Regions from separate parts of the Capsicum annuum genome. Here region 2 is linked to region 1. The links are chromatin contacts, called in public Hi-C maps. All regions are on one chromosome and are shown on one strand. The core of a region is the stretch at or near the end of the contact, and the rest is flanking DNA. Distances in the headings are between cores, read along the strand shown.

The links. A called contact is a pair of places that touch in the nucleus more often than the background predicts.
Region 2: a Hi-C map of leaf shows a contact between it and region 1, with 2.2 times the contacts expected there. The contact joins the promoter of LOC107848359 here to the promoter of LOC107847397 in region 1. A contact is called at or near these places in 3 of 5 Hi-C or Micro-C datasets (leaf and placenta).

Annotation. Positions count from the first base shown.
Region 1 is chr11:230,008,403-230,015,030 of UCD10Xv1.1, reverse strand. It overlaps LOC107847397, which reads right to left and starts at 2,718. Exons shown (of 3, transcript XM_016691604.2): 1 at 1-2,718. The coding sequence starts at 1,747.
Region 2 is chr11:230,594,910-230,602,090 of UCD10Xv1.1, reverse strand. It overlaps LOC107848359 (tRNA dimethylallyltransferase 2), which reads right to left and starts at 5,412. Exons shown (of 11, transcript XM_016693116.2): 1 at 5,162-5,412; 2 at 4,505-4,559; 3 at 3,848-3,927; 4 at 2,529-2,597; 5 at 1,606-1,678; 6 at 1,396-1,514; 7 at 791-865. The coding sequence starts at 5,353.

The DNA of each region.
Region 1 (6,628 bases), core at 1,469-3,968:
GATACTTATGAAGCTCTCTTTTACGGGAGCTTTCATAGCTTCGATGTGTTTCATGTTCATACTGTAGGCGATTAGCCCCATAATCCAATATGTCCACATCTGGCTTTCTTTGGTCCAGTCCTCTGCGGGACTCGAAATAATCTGGTGTTGACCCTCTTTGTGAAGAGAAAAGAGATCCCCGTGGCTTATCTTCCATTAAAATCTCTCGATGAGAAAACTCATCATATTTGCTCAATCCCATGTTACTCCTAGGAACATCTTGAAAATGTGCTTCCCTCTTCCCATAGAATTCACTAGACAGGCCATTAGGACTACCAACTTCACCTCTCTGAATGTCAGAATAATTGTATGCTTCACGCTTATCCTCTGCTCGACCAAAGTATGACTCCGAGTAGCTCCCGAGCCCATTTACTTGCGTTTCAGGGTTCAGAGAAGATATGGTCCCAGGAATTTTATCATATCCGTCACGGCCAATAGGCTCAATAACCTTTCGACTACTCAGTCTACCTCCATGAGAACGAATTTGGCCCTCTATACTATATGGAGTAGCAATATCATCCTTATTAACTCCAGGTACCGAGGGCAACATGTTAGGGTGAGATGACGATATCACATAATCAGTATTGAACTCTGGATATCGTGTGGACTTGAAGGAATCCTCCATGTATGGGTTCGCTGATGCCGGCACTCCTGCTGCTGCTTTATGGGGATGGAACCCGTCTTGTAAATGCATTTCCTCATCTTTGAGATGATCAGCATCCAAATAACGTGATGGCAATGAATAGCCACCACCATTTCCAACACCAGAGATTCTTGGTTGTACACCAACATCAGGCAGATGCGATTCGTATGAAGAGTACAGCGTCCTCTTATCAGCTTCAGAAGATATGCTACCATCCACAAAACCCGGGTAGGGCCTTCCACAATTTTCTCTCTCGCTGCTTACTCTACTATCACCAACTCCATAGTCTCTGGAGCCCTTAACAGTATCATACTTTCTGGGCTTATCTAACAAATGACTCCATGGATACTTTATAGAAGTTGAGTCCTCATTCCCTAAGCCCTCCTTTGTTTCATGCAACCTGTGTGAATGTTCACCAAGAATTTCAGTGTTTCCTCTATCACGATCAGGGATTCTTAAGCTCTGAGATGGCCCGTAGTCTCTATCTCCACCAACATAATTCAAGGGTGGGGCATTCTGAAATTGTCTAAAGTCTCCACCACCATCAACTCCCATCCTTCTCGACCTCTCAAGTTCGTGAAAGTACTCGCCCCGTTGTTCACCAATCATCTGGCCGCTTGGTGAAAGGCGACGCTCCCTACTCCTTCCACGTGGTGAGTGCTGCTCCCAGTTCCTAGTCCTTGCTGGTGGCGAAATCTCCCTGTTCCTATTCCTTCCTGGTGGCGAGTACTCCTGGTTCCGACTCCTTACTGGTGGTGACCGCTCACGGTTCCTGATACTTCCCACAGGTGAGTATTCACGCCCTTGATACCTCCTTGGTGGCGAGTTCCTCCTCTCTTGGCTCCTTATTGGGGGTGAACCCCTAATCCTCCGTGGTGGAGACGTGTAATCCTTGTTGTCTCTTATCCTCCTCCTAGGGGAGTAACCCCCATCTCTCATCCTCCTTGGAGACGAGTAATCCCTGTTCCTACTTCTCTGTCGTGGTGAATAACCAGGATCCTTTCTCCTTTCCGGCAACCGTGGTGGACCTCTAGCATCTCCCCCAAACCTCCTCTCCCCCCTCATTATCAATTCACTAACAATAAAACACTAAACTTCACCAGTGTTTCAACCTCAATCAACCCAAAATTCAGCAGTTTTCAACCTAAATCAACCCAAGTTTCAGCAATTTCGAACCTTAACCAACCCAAAGATCAGCAATTTCAAACCTAAATCAACCCAAACTACAGCAATTTTCAACCTACACCAACCCAAACTCCAGCAATTTCAAACCTTAATCAACCCAAACTTCAGCAATTTTCAACCTAAATCAACCCAAACCTCACCAATCCAACCTTAATCAACCCAAACTTCAGCAGTTTCGAACCTTAATCAACCCAAATTCACCAATTTTCAACCTAAATAAACTAAAGCAATTTTCAGCCTTAATCAACCAAATTCACCGAATTTCAACCCAAACTACAGCAATTTCCAACCTTAATCACCCCAAATTGCAACAAATTTCCAAACTTAATTAACCCAAAACTCACCAATCCACCCTTAATCACCCCAAATTGCAACAAATTTCCAATCTTAATCAACCCAAACTTCACCAATCTCCACTTACAACCCCAATATCAGCAAAAGAACAATTTCCCACTTTCAATCACCAAAAATTTTCAATGTTGAACATCAAAGATAGCTTGCTTAATCATCAAAAACGGAAATACGAAACCCTAACCCTAAAAATAAATCATAAAATTAAATCCAAATCTCTTCCGTTTACTTCTTTGTACCTTGAAATTTGTTCAATTCAACCAAAAGGGTGTCCGAAAATACCGATTTCAGATCAAACAAACCACAAAAAAACTCGATTTATACACTGAAATTCAAACCTTTTTTAGATGAAAAAATGGAGAAAAATCCATTGATGATTATGATGACGACGACAACCACGACGACGACGACGACGACGATGATGATGAGATTAGTGCAAAGTTAGGAAGGTGGAAAACTGCGGATGCCGTCTGTAATAGTGTCAAAATGGGAGAATGGAAAGGGGGAAATTAACATTGATGGATATGTATGTTCAGTAATGGGCCGGGTTATAATTGTAAAAGGGCTTAGATGAGTTTGGTTTAAGTAAGGCCCAATCCAACTTGCTTTGGGAGCATAAATTATGTTAGGGCAATTTTCATAAATCCCACCAAATTTCTTTTTAATTATCTTCTCTCCCGATTTTTTAAATAAATTTTTTCTCTCCCAAATTTTAATTGTTCATATAAATAACTAAACGTTAATATACATAAATATCTTATGTATCATAACTAACTTCCTTAAGATATTTAAGAAAATAAATTAAGCCTAATAATTATCCAAAACGATATTTATGGAAATAAATTAAGTCTGACAATTATCCAATATTGTACCTTAATTATGTAAATATTTTAAAAAATATACTCCTAAAAGAAAATTTACCACATAAATCACCTAGAAAATTTTGAAACCGAAGAAAAAAGACTCTTATAAAATAAAGGGACATAGAAAATTTTAAATCGAAAAAAAAATACTCGTATAAAGAAATTTATACAACGTAAGTCTACGGAAATTTTTACTACCTAGTCTATGTAAGTATGGAAAAATTTTAAACAAAAAAAAATTGGATTCCTATAAGATTTGAAGAACATGGCAACAGAGAACTCCAACCCTTATACATATAGGTTTGCAAAATACACATGTCAGACATCATATATACATAACAATATGAAATAAAACTTAAAAATATAAGGATAACACATCATATACATGCCTAACGTTCTTTCATACAAAACACTGCTATGTATATGGGCTGAAATACACACAACACGTCTTGTCTAACAGAGTCATCTACATAACTGTGTTATGTATAACACTATTGATGCATAACACATACATAAGGCCAAACCTATTGGTGGCCCCTTAAACTTGGCACAAACTTTCACTTAGGCACCTCAAGTGGACGTTGTTCACTTTTAACACCTCGAGTAGCCACAAAGTGTGTCACTTTGACACCTTTTGCTGAATCAGCAAAGAGAGTGTGTTGCACTCGCTGCCAGGCGTGTTTTAGGGTAAATAACATATAAATGAACCAATTGTAAAAGGACATTTGGCATTTTTATATAATTAATTTAAATTAAAAAAGAATTAATAACCCTACCCCACCCTTATATTATCTTTCTAACCACCCCACCCAACCCCACCCCATATCATCTTCCTCAGCCCACCCCATCCCTAAATCGTTGCTGCCACCCCCACCTCAAAATCGTCTTCTCCCACCCTCCCCCATCCCCATCCATTAGTTTTTCATCATTTTTTTTCCTTAATACAATTGATTTTTAATAATTTGGAGAAATGCAAGTTGGTGCAGATTGTAGATTTCTTCTTCTTCTTCTTCTTCTTCTCTCTTTCAACCCTTAATTTTCCACCATTTTTTTCTTTTCTTAACATATCTGTATCCCTTCATTTTCTTGTCTGATTTTTGAAAAAATGACAAAAATGATCCATTGTTGGGATTTGATGAGACTATCATGGTATTTTTGAGAGTGGCAAAAATGGTCCATATATTGAGAAAATGGCAAAAATGATTTTCGTCGATGGAACAATGGTGTATGATGTTGTTGGCTTGGTGAATTTGTGCTATATGTTTTGAATTTGTTGTTGGCAAAAATTATTGTTGAAAAGTGAATATGTTTTGGCGGAGGTGTAGTTGTTGGCTTGGTTGGTGGTTGGGGGGAATGGAGAAGATGACTTTGGGGTTTGGGGAGTGGAGGTAGGGGTGGGGGAGGGCAAATGGAGAAGATGACGATTTTTAAAAATGCCACGTGTCAATAATTAATTGGTTCCTTTAATTTAATTGTGTGTATATATATTAATAAGTTGGATAATTATTAATAATCATGTATTTTGGCCTTTTATTTTAAAAAAAAATTAATTGTGAATATAAATAATGATGTGGCTATTTAAATGAGTTGACATAAATTAATTGGTCGTTTTGTCCACGTTGGCAGCGAGTGCAACACACTCTCTTTGCTGATTCAACAAAAGTGTCAAAGTGACACACTGTGGCTACTTGAGGTGTTAAAAGTGAACAACGTTCACTTGAGGTACCTAAGTGAAAGTTCGTGCCAAGTTTAGGGGGCCATCGATGGGTTTGACACATAACTTTGTAATGTATATGACCTGAAATTAAACAACCCAGCAGCGTCTTATTTCAATACATATACATAACAGATTTATGTATATGGGTTGAAATAAAACGTCCAAAAAATGACATAACTACGAATATATACATAACTCACTATGTATCATAGTTCAAAATAACAACATTGATTTACTAAGTAATCTAATCATATGCAAAACAAATTTAATATATAAGAAGACGTCTCTAACATTATACATAACTAATTTATGTATAAGGTTAAAATAACAACAAAACACTCTTATACGATAATATATAAGAATGTGTAAATCGACAAAAAATATAGATTCAACAACAAATTACTATATCTTTGGAAGACGCTGTCGTAATGATTCTTCACTTTTTTATCTTACTTAAAGATTTAGCAATGAGCTTTTTAGAGCTTGTACAAGCAACTTTCCTCGACTTCTTCATCTTGGCGGAGTCTATTTGGTGTTTTGATTTATTTTCTCTAAAACTCAGACCAGACTCCATTACTATACTTAACCTTTGAAAATTATGCACATGCAACAAGTATCTCGTAAATTTTTGATTTAGTAAAGTTGAAAAATTAAGAAATTAAACTAACCTCAAAAATAAATTAAAGAAGATGATGATGTTCAACAACTTGATAAGATAAGGTTCGTAAATTCGAACTTTGAAATCTCTTAATTATGGTTGCTTGATTTTAGGCATAAATTATGGAGGTGTGATATGTATATGGAGGTTGGAGAGAGAAATGTAAGAAATGAGATATTTGTAATTAGTTATGGTAGATGGATTTTATGTAATAATAGAAAGTTAGGATGTATATTTATGTAAATTTTCCGTTATGTTAATGACCACTATTAGCCCAACTTTGTTAAAATTACCCAAATTAGCCGGTCGGATTAAATATCTATCAGCAAAGGTCATTCGATCATGGTTCTTATACCAGAAGTGCATATGATCTTCCTGACCTCAGAAATCGAGTGGGCTTGTTTAGATCTCGTTGTCATTGACAATCCATAGTCATTCTCCTCCTCTCCCTCTCCCTCTCCCTCGCTATTGCTCAGCTCTTTTTTTTTTTTCTCTTTTTGTATCAGCCATATTAGGTACTTGTATTTGGTTTCAATGTATCAATATTTATTTGCCCAGTTAAAATATGATATATTTGTATTTGTATATGATACAATTCCATCGTTCTATAAAATACAAATTGATCCATCTAAATGCAAATGATACATTTGCACCAATGATACACTTGTATTCATATCAAACGATACAAATGATACACTTTTGGCCCCTGTAATTATTTACTTTATTTATATTTTATTTCAAATGCAGTCAGTTGCATACAGTTGATACATCGACTACGGATGATAGTTTTTGAAAGTGTGGCCAACAGCCGCTATTTCTTATAATAGGAGCTATTTTCTGAAAGTTTCGCTTTTAACATTGCTAATAGAAAGTTATTGCAATAGGAGTATTAAGATACTAAGTCATATCGTGAAAGTTTGGGAGAGGATAATTCTGACGAGGATGACAGGGCGTGTCTATCTCCGAAAATCAATTTAGATTCATGACTGAACAATCCGCTACAAAAGTGATTCATCCGCTATGCACAGGGCCCGACCACAAGGATCTACTGTATACAGCGTCATCTTACATTTCTGCAAGGGGTTGATTTCAATACTTGAACACGTGACCTCCTGATCGCAGGACAACAACTTTACTAGTTACTCCGAGACTCTCCCATTCTAAACCATGTT
Region 2 (7,181 bases), core at 4,163-6,662, 580 kb before region 1:
TATCCCTCAAATATTAATATAAACGACAATCTCACTTTTCTGTTTATCAACTGTAAAAAAGCCAAAAGGTATCTCTTTCGACCATTCTATCTTTTTCATACTGACTGAATATTTTCCAATACGAAACATGGAATGCGACGACTTACAGTAGTACCCAAATACACGGATAGAAGAATGAAGAACGATTAAAGAAAGAGCACCCTAAACTGACAAAATTTAAGATTTAGCAAATTGAAAAGAAAGCTCTATCAACCGATTGAAAGAAAGCTGATAGACAAGAGACCCACTATGACGAACTGCTGCATATATAGCCATTCCCTGCACCCAATCCTTTATCTTTAATAAGACTTCAACGCAAATATCTTCTGAAGAGAATCCTAAAGGAATAATATCGTCCCATCATGTATAGTAGCTAAAAACTACACCACCACTACCAACAATATACCCAGTATATTTCCACCAAGTGGGGTCCAGAGAAGGTAAGCGTACGCAGTCCATACCACTACCTCAATATGAGATAGAGAGGTTGTTTCTGATAGACCCCCGACTCAAGATAAAACAGTCTAGAAAGGAAATAGTAAAGGGACAAGAAACAATAGGAATAACTACACCCAATAATAACATAAACAAGACTCGCCAAGTAATACGACAAATAATAACACACTCTGAAATAATACATAGTAGCTAAAAACAATTAAAACTAGTTGCAAAATCCAAATCTTACTATCATTAGAAATCAATACAGTTAATACAAATTTAAATAAGTAAAATCAATGAGTGAAGCACACACCTCTACAGTCCTCTCTTGAAGAAGTTTGCTTGGAATAACACCAAATCGTGCATATAGACTCAGGTATTGGTTTATCTGCGGGTTATGGCAATAGATACATCAACCGTATCTTCTGTACAATAGATAGGAATCACAATTCTACATAAAAGCATTATTGTGCGGCATATTTTGTAGGATGAAAATAATTAGTTTTAACACTCTGTCACTAGTAATCATCGGTTCAGACAAACAAAGCATTGCCATAACAACTTTGAAGTCTGAATATATAGGTTCAGAGACCAGAAATCACAAGAACAGCTCAAGGTACATTCCAGGACACAGAAGCCTTCAGTACAAATTAACTCAGTCCTAATAATAAATTCAACAATGCACGATTACACATGAAGCTGTTACATATTAACATGAGGGTGCGTAGCTTGCAAGTTGAAGCAATGTGCAAAATCAAACCCAATTTGTGTTAGATCAATGGACTTGTAGTTGTTACATGTTAGAATAAAGAAGCAGCTCCTGTTAGATAGTCAAAATCAACATGTCCGACCGGAAGGTTCAGCTAACTGCATCATGCAAATAAATTATAAGTCATACGAAGCAAAACATCACCACACCTTTCTGCTATTATTTGGATGAATTCTGTTGGCTGCAACTGGATCAATATCTTTAAGACGGTTGTAAGCACAATTAAAATCCTCGCTCATAAGTTCAACTTCAAGATCAGTTTGCTCATCTTCTACAGAGAAAGAAAGAGAATAGTATCTATAAATCTCGATCCTGAGTAAGCAAATTTAGACGAAAAACACAGACAACTTATTGTTTACCGTGAGAGTCGCTTAAGCAATTAGCTTCTGCATCTTCAACAGAATCATCAAGAAGGAATGGACTCACAAGAGCCTGAATGAAAACAAATCAAATCCAGAAAACTATAACAAACACCCAACAGTTCGGACGAATATCAGGAAAGATGAAAACAGAATTCAGTAAAATAGCAAAAAGGAAAGACAAACCAAAATATTTAGCTGCTTGGAAACATACTTGTAAACAGGAAGAAAAAAAAAAGAGAGTACCGGCAAGGAGTCTATTGCAGATTTTAGGACAGCTCATATACTCTAAGAGAAGGATTTTACTAGCAGTTAACAGTGTTATTAAGAGCTAAACAAAGCAAGGAACTGATGTGAAGCAAGGTCTATCACGTCATAGGTGCACTTCAGAGGAATGTGCGCTTCAAACCATGACGTGCAAAGTGAGTGAAACAAAAAGTTGTCAATTATTTAAATCTCAACTTTCAGGAGTTACATTAATATCTACATTTTTTTTTTTGAAACAAGACATTAATATCAACATTATTGCAAATAGAAACTGAAATTAGGTATTTTACTTACAATTTAGTAATCATATTACTAAAATAATATATATATTAATATTTTTAAATTATCTATAACTTAAAGAAGTGTGTGCCTCACTTCTCTCTTTTCGCTACAAGAGAAATAGACCTTGTCGCTTTTGTGCTTATCGCTTGCAAGGGGCAGCACCAGCTAATCTAACTTTATAACACGTTTTCTAATAACTTATCTTGTGAATCATTTAGGAGAAAAGTAAGTTTCTGAATAGTGCAAACTGTTGAGGTACACAATTTCCGCAAACAAACGTCATTTGGTCCTAGTGTCTTTGGAAATTCATATCATGATGGACTCATGCGCACACAAGCAAGAAACTGGAGAGTGGAGAAGGCATAAAAGAGTACCTGAATATAATAATTTGTTCCTCCAACTATAACTGGCAACCTATTACGGGACCATACCTCATTTATTATCTGAAAATACAAAAAACAGCAATAAATCAGATTAGAAGAAAAAGTAGAGAGATAAGACCATTAATGGATACATTTCTTCCACACAGTATCTTCCTAGAGAAAAGGGTAGCCTTGGAGTAACTGGTAAAGTTGTTGCCATGCGACCAAGAGGTGACGGGTTCAAACCTTGGAAACAGCCTCCGGCAGAAATGCAAGGTAAGGTTACGTACAGTACACCCTTGTGGTGGGGACCTTCCCCGGACCCTGCGCATAGTGGGAGCTTTAGTGCACCGGGCTGCCCTTTTAGTATCTTCCTAGAGAAAATTGCTGAAGACAGAAATCAAATCTACTCTAGAGAAAGATAGGCTGGTTATGTATCCTAGGGACAAAAACCACTAAAGTTGGCGTGCTTCACTAACACCACTAACATTTGCTTTAAAAGAAAGACATATGCTCTAAAGTTTCATTTTCTTTCTGTTACATATATGTTCTTCCATTCATGGTCATTGATAGGACGGGATCAACTGTATCCATTCTTTTCACCAAATTTGAGGAGTGAAAGAATAGACAAGAAAACCCTCTGTACATGCAAACAGATGTTAGATACTCCCTTCACACCCCACGCCCCATCCACCAATTTTAGTGACTAAAAAAGGGATTCCTCACTGTTTAATTAGTTAGACAAATAGAGATAAGAGATATACTCCTATACTTCAAATTCACTTTGCACGGGAACGAATATTTGAAAAAGTTTAGAGTCAGTTTTTCTACAATTAAAAGTGAAAAGAAGTGTCACCTTATCAGTAAAAAATTACAGAAAGTTATTTACAGAATGTTGGGGGATTTTAGCTAAAAGGTCAGGCCTCTGTCTGATGGGTTAACAAGTATAGCCTTCTCCTTAACAGCAGCACTGCCCTTGATTCTAAATACCTAAGAAAGTATTTCACGGACCACTTATTCTTACAGCATTCTCTACCATAGAATTTGGAATTCCGGCTAATTTAATGAAGGTGTTCAATTGAACAAATGATAACCGATCATCCTAGTGCCAGACTACAGTCTTCAAGAAGTTAACAAACCTCGGGAGAAATTGACGCACCGAGGCAAAAGGCAACACCATGTTTACCCATTTGAAACCAAGGAAACGAATGTTAACGTTATTGAAGATGTGGGTTTGATGGTAACTATACTTCAGCATCAAATGCCCACGAACATTCTATTAATTTTGTATATAAATACAAGAATTGAGGTGACAAAGAAAGAGGCCTCACAGAGACAGCCGAGTCACGAAAATCCTTGGCAGTAAATTCAACACAGGCGCTGATAGTACCAAGAAGATGATGAGGCACTCCTGTCAGTGACACAACAACCCGAAAAAACAAAAATCAGACAGTCACAAAGTTATGCAGAAAAATAGTATTCTGCTGCATTTTCTATCGGAAACAACCTCTCTCTCTCACATTTGAGGTAGTGGTATGGATTGCGTACACTTACCCTCCCAGACCCCACTTGGTGGGAATATACTGGGTATGTTGTTGTTGTTGTTGTTGTTGCTACATTTTCTACGGCACCTTTCTGTTTATGCCACGTAGGACGTGTGTGTCTACTTGTTAAACTTAATACAAGTTTAAGTCCTACTTGTGCAAACCCAAAATTGAATGGACTAGATGTCATTTGAGGCCAAGTTAAAGGGCACGGTTATGTATTATGTCTTTTAATTTTGAGGCTTGAATGTTACTTTTCGTATGAGCTAGCAGATACCCCATAAAATTATTCTAAGTGTGTGTAACTTGATCTAGACATCACGATTATCAAAAACGAATATGTTATATATTCCATTTTTCTTAAACTTACAGTCCAGAAACACCAGCATATCAAATTATACAGATGAATAATTACACTGCAAAAACAGAAAAAACAAAAATCACCTTTTTGCTCTTGAGGAGTAACTTTGTTAGTAAGAACATCCAATCCTTGATAAACCTATTCAATAAACCAAAAGGGTCACCATTAAATACAAAAGATTTCAACTTTATGTGATTACACACACACACACACAAAAAAAAAAATCCTTGATAAACCTATTCAAGAAACCAAAAGGGTCACCATTAAATACAAAAAGATTTCAACTTTAGGTGATTACACACACACACACAACCCACACACACACAATCCTTGATAAACCTATTCAAGAAACCAAAAGGGTCACAATTAAATACAAAAAGATTTCAACTTTATGTGATTATACACACACACACAAAAAAAAAATCCTTGATGAACCTATTCAGAAAATCAAAAGGGTCACCATTAAATACAAAAAGATTTCAACTTTATGTGATCACACACACACACATATACACCTGCATAGAAAACACACACACACACACATATACCTGCATAGAAACCAAAAGGGTCACCATTAAATACAAAAAGATTTCAACTTTATGTGATCTCACACACACACACACACACAAACATAGATATATACCTGCATAGAAACCAAAAGGGTCACCATTAAATGCAAAAAGACTTCAACTTTATGTGATTACACACACACACACACACACACACACACACATATATACCTGCATAGAATCAGCATTGATGATTTCAATAGGAAAGTAAGAAGCCAAATCAATAGCAAGTTTTGATTTGCCAGAACCTGTTGCACCCATTATTACTAACACTTTCGGCTTTGATTTTGATGTGGGGTTTAGCTTAATTTCTCCATTGTTAGGGTTTTCCATTTTTTCAAGATTTTTTTCACCAATTTCCATTGCTGCTTTTTTCTTTGGGTTACTTTTTTTAGTTACAAGAAGTTTAGGGGTGGAAAAGTAGAATAATTATAATTAAATGGATTTATTACTTTAATACTCTATGTTTTCGGTTTGCAACTTTAATACTCTATGTTTTCAGTTTGCAACTTTAATACTCTTATTTTTTCTAAAATTAGGCTTAGTGCCATTAAAGTTTATTATGGGTAGTAAGTAATAAGTATTGTATCTCCTGCATTATTAATCAGAATTCTCGGGTTCGAGGTAGGGGAATGGAGATCGGCTCTTTGGTTGGGAGTACGCACTTATAAAGTGGGCTTTTCAATGCGAAACTGAATTAAATGGACCAGAATAGGTATAAAAAATCGAGTGGGAAAAAAACATAACAAAATAGATTTTCTTGTTTCTAGTTATAAGTGTGGATCGTAAGTACGTTTCTATCATTAACCAGAACTCTCAATTTCGATTTAGGGGTCTTGATTATGAGTCGAATACTAAAAAATGGGTGGACCATCCAGCTTAAGATCGACGTTTGTACATAAAGTTTTTGAAGTACGATTAACTTCTAGATTTGGAATCACTGCTTATATACCTGATATTAGTCGTAATTCACAAGAACATTTTGTAGTTTCAGTGAGAGGAGGAAATGGATTGTATATAAACTATATATTATATGGCTTTGCTTGTGATCTTTCTTTATTCGCGTTGTGAATAATCTTTAAGCTCTGCACTCTATGACAGACATATGTGTGTCTGTCACAATCCAAGTTTATGATACGTATTATACTTTGTGACAAACATATGTGTTTCTGTCACAACCCAAGTTCATGACACATATTACACTCTGTGATAGACATATATGTTTTTGTCACAATCCAAGTCCATGACATATATTACACTCTGTGACAGACATATGTGTTTCTGTCACAACTCAAGTTCATGGCACATATTATTCACTTTGGCCCTAGGTCTGTACAGATTTGTCTTACGAGCTATCGATCCCCAATAGCATATGTATCATGCAAAATTGAGTCCTGCCTAGTAAAGCTCTTTACTTTTCTCTCTCGTTTCGAAATGGGATTCGCCTAGGGTGTCATGTGCACTTTGTCTTTAGAAGTTTTATCAGCGTAAAAATCTATCAGTTCTGCTTGACCCGCCCTTCGTTAGGGGCGTCATAACTTGACTCTACTTACTTTTTGTTATTCTTACATAGTATATAATATAAGTGTAACAAACCAACTCAAAAAAAAAGAAAAAAAACAAATATCCATTAACAAAAAAAACTGTTATAAAACAAGAAAGAATAAAGAAGAAGAGTGGAGAGAATAGAGAGAGTAATTGTTATTTCTTCTCTTGAGGGATGATTTACAATGAAGAAAGCACTTCTATTTATAGGGGGAATTTGCCCTAGTTTCACACTAAAAGACAAATACATCAAATCCCGGTAGACATTAAATAGATCTTGATAGACATTCACTATAATTGATATATATCATAACACTCCCTCTTGAATGTCTAACAATACGCATATAGGCTGCCTCATTAAAAACCTTGCAAGAAAAACCCAGTGGGACAAAACCTCATAAATGAAAAAGAGTACAACGCGTATTAGCTCCCCCTAATAAGAACATCCTTGAACCTTTGCATTCTGATCTTGTGCACCATCTTCTTGAAAGTTGCAGTTGGAAGAGACTTGATGAATAAATCAGCCACATTATCATTTGAACAAATCTGTTGTACGTCAATATCACCATGCTTTTGGAGCTCATGTGTATAGAAGAGCTTTGGCAAAATGTGCTTCGTTCTGTCTCCTTTTAGGAATCCACCTTTC